Linked DNA regions of Mus musculus: region 1 is linked to region 2. The links are chromatin contacts, called in public promoter capture Hi-C maps. All regions are on one chromosome and are shown on one strand. Each heading gives the region's core, a stretch centred on a gene start, on an enhancer-like site or on the middle of the called end of the contact. The rest is flanking DNA. Distances are from core to core; before and after follow the strand shown. Region 1 has its middle 32 kb from the start of Fgfr3. Region 2 holds the start of Nelfa (negative elongation factor complex member A, Whsc2).

Evidence for each region. Promoter capture Hi-C pulls out the DNA fragments that hold promoters and counts their contacts.
Region 1: a promoter capture Hi-C map of neural stem cells shows a contact between it and region 2. The contact joins the enhancer-like site here to the promoter of Nelfa in region 2. A contact is called at or near these places in 1 of 39 promoter capture datasets (neural stem cells), 5 of 484 Hi-C or Micro-C datasets (the G1E-ER4 cell line, the HL-1 cell line and cerebral cortex), 7 of 115 datasets of contacts at active chromatin or transcription factors (astrocytes, bone marrow-derived macrophages, embryonic stem cells and 4 more) and 2 of 9 other capture datasets (embryonic stem cells and macrophages).

The regions. Positions count from the first base shown.
Region 1 is chr5:33,688,725-33,691,424 of GRCm38.p6, reverse strand. No RefSeq gene overlaps it. Among named protein-coding and RNA genes, the nearest start is that of Fgfr3, 32 kb to the left of the region's middle. Within about 2 kb of position 1,429, at least 53 of the 459 cell types and tissues checked have an H3K27ac peak or open chromatin away from gene starts, as enhancers often do. A contact at or near this core is called in astrocytes, cerebral cortex, neural stem cells and 1 more, where this site is marked.
Region 2 is chr5:33,934,950-33,937,649 of GRCm38.p6, reverse strand. It overlaps Nelfa (negative elongation factor complex member A, Whsc2), which reads left to right and starts at 1,379. Exons shown (of 11, transcript NM_011914.3): 1 at 1,379-1,624. The coding sequence starts at 1,415.

The DNA.
Region 1 (2,700 bases), core at 180-2,679, 250 kb after region 2:
GTGTACCTAGTACCCATGGAGAAGGCATTGGGTCCCCTGGAACTGGAGTTACTGATGGTTGTGAGCCACCCTCTGTGTGCTTTTTTTTTTTTTTTTTTTTTCTGAGACAAAGTTTTTTGTGTAGACTTGGCTGTACTACCACTCACTCTGTAAACCATGTTGGCCTCCAACTCAAGAGATCTGCCTGTCTCTGCCTCCCAGCTGCTGGGGTTAAAGGCTATCACCAGGCCTGCAACAAGTGCTCTTAACTGCTGAGCTATCTCTCTAATCCCTAATGGACATCTTGACTATGCTTCTGAAACTGTTCAGGCCACAAGTACTTCTATACCCAGCCCAGACTCAGACATTGATAGATCTGTGTTCCCAGCTATTCAAGTCCAACCTTAAGGATTCTTCTAATCTTTCCCACCCAAATTTCTAGGCCTCCCTCCTCTGGCTGGCTTCTCCCACCCTGTTGAGCCACCACAGGTGGCCTCTACTTATCTTGTCTATTGACTGTCCTTGATCTGGGGTCACCCTCCCATGCTCTCCAAATTTGCTGGTTGGGGTCCTGGGGGCAGAGGTGCCTTCTGCTCAGGCCTCTTCAGTCTAGGCCACTTTGGAGAGACCGTCGACCAGAAGGACTAGGAATCAAAGCTTTCGGTGTTTTCTGAGTCTAGAGGGGGCAGGCAGAGTTAGCAGCTCTCATGAACCCATGCCTGGAGCACATGAGGATGATCTAGGGACATACCAACCTGTCTGAGTTTTAATCTCATCTGGTACTGATTTCAAGGCTGCTGGGGTGCCATCCGTCCTGCGAATGGGGAGACCAACTTTCCTGAGGGCTTTTACCCACTGAACAGTTTGTACTCCCTTCCCCATGAGGCTCCTTTAAGCCCTGCCATCCTGTCTGTGGGAAGGGCTACTCCAGAGTACTGTGCCCCTGATGCAGCCTACTGGCTGCTCCTCCCTTCCTCAGGCAGGGATGTTGGGGTCACCAGTGCTTCTTGTACCAGGACTTCATCCTGTCTCCTGTGTCACCAGCCTTGTACTTGAGATGGACTGTTCTCATTCATTTCTAAGACAGCTGCCTGTTCCCTGCCCACATGCCCCTGTTAGAGGTGGGGGAAGTGAGGTAGGGCCTGGACTCCTCCTCCGGGCATAAGCTGGTGGCTGGCACTGGTGCTTTCTTGAATCCAGTTCACAACTGGCTCTGAATTTCTTCTACCTTCCCAAGTCACATCTTCCAGGGGTGGGGGATGGGGGACAGCATTCAGAGTCCCACCCAGGCGGGCTCTGCCAGGGCTGTCGGTCTGGAGGAGGGCAGGTTCCCACATACAGGAGACACCCAGGCTGGACTTGAGTTCCAAGGTCAGGAAATGGGAACGTCACAAGCATAGAAGGAAGCGATGGCGGATGGGCGTGCGGTGTTCTGGGCCTGGGTCCAGCCATGACCCACCCACTTCACAGCCTGCTCTGCACTGGGCAGTGGCTGCGTAACAGAGAGTGGGACCTCAGCCCTGACCCTGGAGGTGAATTTGCACCTTGTTTCCTGAGTCTTATTTGGTCAGAGATGGGTACTGCAGGTCTGGGTGGGGGCCTGGCCAGCATCAGGTGGGCCCAGTATGAGGGATCGACAGGGTTAACGAGCTGCCTCTGCTCCCACCATTATAGCATGGTCATTAAAACTCCATCTCCTGCCTCTGTCCCAGCCCTCCCAGGGCCTCCCAGGGCCTTTGTCTCTCTTTCTAAGGCTCTGACAGGATCAGGCGGGTGGGGGCCCCAGGAAGAGAAGGGACCGCGGTATACAAAGCCCCCCGCCCCTGGCCCTGGCGCCTTGTTTGCCAAAATGCCAGCTCTAGCCACTCCCAGGATGCCCTCCTCAGGGGCTGGCACGGGCCAGCCTGGGAGGGAGTCCCTTGAGTCCAGCCCTGGATGGATCCGCCCTGGCCGCACCCCATGGCCACCCCCGCATCGTTCCCAGGCCTGACAAGAGCCCCCAGCCCTTCTGAATTTGCCCATGCTTAGCTGCAGGTTGCTAGGAGCCGGGTGGGGGGTGGGGGTGTGTGGCCTGCTGCCAGTCCAGGCGGAGGATCCGGGCAGGGGGGCTGGTGCCCAGGGACAAAGCCCGCCTGTGATTAAGTCATCTGCCGGACGGCACCACGCACACCGTGCAACCAACTAAGGGCTGGGCCTGCCTACACCCTGTGGCTAGTGTAGCCTCCTGCCTTGGGCTGGGTCCTCAGCTCTGTCCCCTAATCTAGGGTCTCCGCTTCCCTAGCGTCAGTGGCCATGGTGCCCTACTAAAGCCTGACACTCTCCTGCTCTTCAGCACTTTTGCTGATCTGGAGGGGACAGAACTCATGTCCCCAGGCCCCAGTGTGCATGCTGAGCCATCCCCAAAGGCTTAGGTGTCTGCAGCGCTTCTGGCTGTGCTCTGCAGCCCTGCCGTCCAACAGCCGTCAGCCCCCAAAGCTGGTGGGCTGAACAGGGCAGCTGGTGGGCACACGTCCACTTTGTTCAGGTATCTGGCCCCATCTGTCTTTCTGTAGCCCTGCCTGCCCACCTCTGGGACCCAGGGGATCTCCAGTTTCCCGAATGCAGTCAAGCAGATTCGTCCTTGAAGGGTCTGCCTCACTCAAGGAGTCTGGCATGGTAAGCAATAAGCCCTGTCAGAGACATCTCACTGGCCCACAGGCTCCTTGGGCAACAGCCATGCAA
Region 2 (2,700 bases), core at 130-2,629:
ACCTACTTCAAGGATGAGCAACATTTTTTTTTTCCAAGACAGGGTTTCTCTGTGTAGCCCTGGATGTCCTGGAATTCACTCTGTAGACCCGGCTGGCCTCGAACTCAGAAATCCACCTACCTCTTCATCCCAAGTGCTGGGATTAAAGGTGTGTGCCACCACCACCAGGCAAGTCTGAGTAACTTAAAGTGTCAGGAAAGACCACTCCACTACAGCTGTCACCAAATGCTGGATACCTGAGGCTCCCAGTCCCTTGAATCAGGCAATTCCACAGTCTCTTCTGTCAATAGTTGTTAATATAACCATGGGAAGTGGCCTAGTGAGTCTTATGCCTTTCCAAGTTTCCTCAGGCTTGTACATTTAATTACCATGCTAAGTCTTAAGAGCTGCTCTCCCCTCTTCATGAAATATTTCAATTAGGAGAAAACAATTTACATTTAGTTATATATTTTCATTCTGTGGCTCAAAATGGACTCAAACCCTCCTATCTGAGCTCAAATTCCAGGAATTACAGACATGAACCACCACTCCCAGGATACTTAGTGTTTTAAGAGATTCGTTTCACTATTTTGCACAGGATGGCCTCTACCTCCTCGGCCCAACCGATCCTTTTCAATCTCCTAAATATCTGTGACCAGAGTCGTGCCCTACTGCCACTTTTGCTGACACTGCCTTGTGAGTGGCCTAGGGCTTTAATCCCAGTACTTGGGAGGCAGAGGTAAGTGGATCTCGGAATTTGAGGCCAGCTTGGTCTACAGAGTGAGTTCGAAGGATGGACAGAACTACACTGTCAAGTTCTGATAAAGAGAGACACTACAGGGTGAATTTAGGCTTCTCAGCAGCTGTGGAGGATCAGCCTTTGAAAGACCGTACTCTGAACTACTTTGCAATTGCCCTGATGATTAACCACAGCCATCGCGACCACATAACCATGGGAAATGGCCTAGTGACATCCCCGACACGGAACGGACCTGTATGCGGACCTGAGGCAGCACTGTATGCAGGACGGGCAAGGGCCATTCAAGACTGTCTGTGGAGAACGAGCCCAGCGCGCTCTCCGGACTCCTTCCAATGAGCCGCACACCGGGAAACCAAACTGTTGCGCCTCACTGCGGTACTCTGAGCGGAACATCTCGACGACACACGGATGCGACTCAAATGGCTACGGCATTGCCCGGCGCCCTAGTAGGTGCCGCCATCATGCGTTACGGAAACCCAGAGTTCTTTTCGCGGAGACTCACCGCCCACTCCCTGTTCTTGCGCCTCGGCTCGAAGCCTCCAGAAGGCGGGGCCATTTGCAGTTGCACTCGAGACCCCGCCCCGCGCCAACGGGTGCCGCCATGTTGGGGGTCCTCGCCGGGGACACGTAGGCGTCCGCGTAAGATGCCGGCCGACGCGCGCTGCCGCCGCCAAGATGGCTTCCATGAGGGAGAGTGACACCGGCCTGTGGCTGCACAACAAGCTGGGCGCCACGGACGAGCTGTGGGCGCCACCCAGCATCGCGTCCCTGCTCACCGCCGCGGTCATCGATAACATCCGCCTCTGCTTCCACCGCCTCTCCTCGGCCGTGAAGCTCAAGCTACTGCTCGGGACGCTGCATCTCCCGCGCCGCACCGTGGACGAGGTGAGGACGCGGGCCAGCCTCTCTCCGGCCGGAGCACCGCTCCTGCCTCCCGCCGGCTCCGGCGCCGCACCTTGCCCTTCTCCCGCCGGCCGCGCGCAGCTCCGTTTTGGCGCCGTTAGCCCCTACACCTTAGTACTTCCAGCCGCTGGGCGCTGTCGCGTTCGGGGGTCGTGGGGCCATGGCCACAACAGCCAGGCCCGCCCCTTCCGCAGTGCTGGATGCTTCAGCTCCGAAGCTACTCTTGGTTCGGGGCTGTTAGTGCAACTTTCCATGTGACTGCTGACCTTAATTTTGTTGCTTTTGCCTTACCAAATATCAGTCGGCTTGCGTTCATCTCTATTCTGTGGCGTTTTGTTTTGTTTTTGTTTTTTGAGACAGGGTTTCTCTGTATAGCTCTGGCTGTCCTGGAACTCACATTGTAGACCAGGCTGGCCTTGAACTCAGAAATCCGCCTGCCTCTGCCTCCTGGGATTAAAGGCGTGCGCCACCACGCCCGGCTATTCTGTGGCTTCTTTTCAGTGTACTCTTGTTCCACATTGCATCTCTCTAACTTATACTATGCTTTGCAAATACATACGCAAATAATATATGTATAGTTTCACTGTGTAGCCCAGGTTGATCTCATACTTGGTATCCTCCAGTCTCAATCTCTGGAGGTCTGGGCCACTACATCTGATAGCAGCTAAAAACACCGAGTTACCTTAGTTTTTAAACATTTCCAGTTATTGTATTATTTTTATATCATTAATTTTTATTGCTGCACTATACCATATACACAAAACTGCATATTTATTCGGTTTAAAAAATACTGAGAGCTAGCTAAATGACTCCTGTTATCTCCACACATGAAAACAAGGCTGGTCCCTCCAAAGCACCTCCATTCCTCTTTCCTGCAGGAGGCTTTTTTTTTTTTTTTTTGGTTTTATTTTGGCAGGGTTATCAATCGTGTGTGCATTCCTAGCACACACGAGTATTTGGGGTTTGCCTCATTTGAATTTAATACGGCAACAGGTTTCCACGTTATATTCATTTTCCGTGTGGTGTGGGTGTGTCTTCTGTTGGTAAACACCTGGACA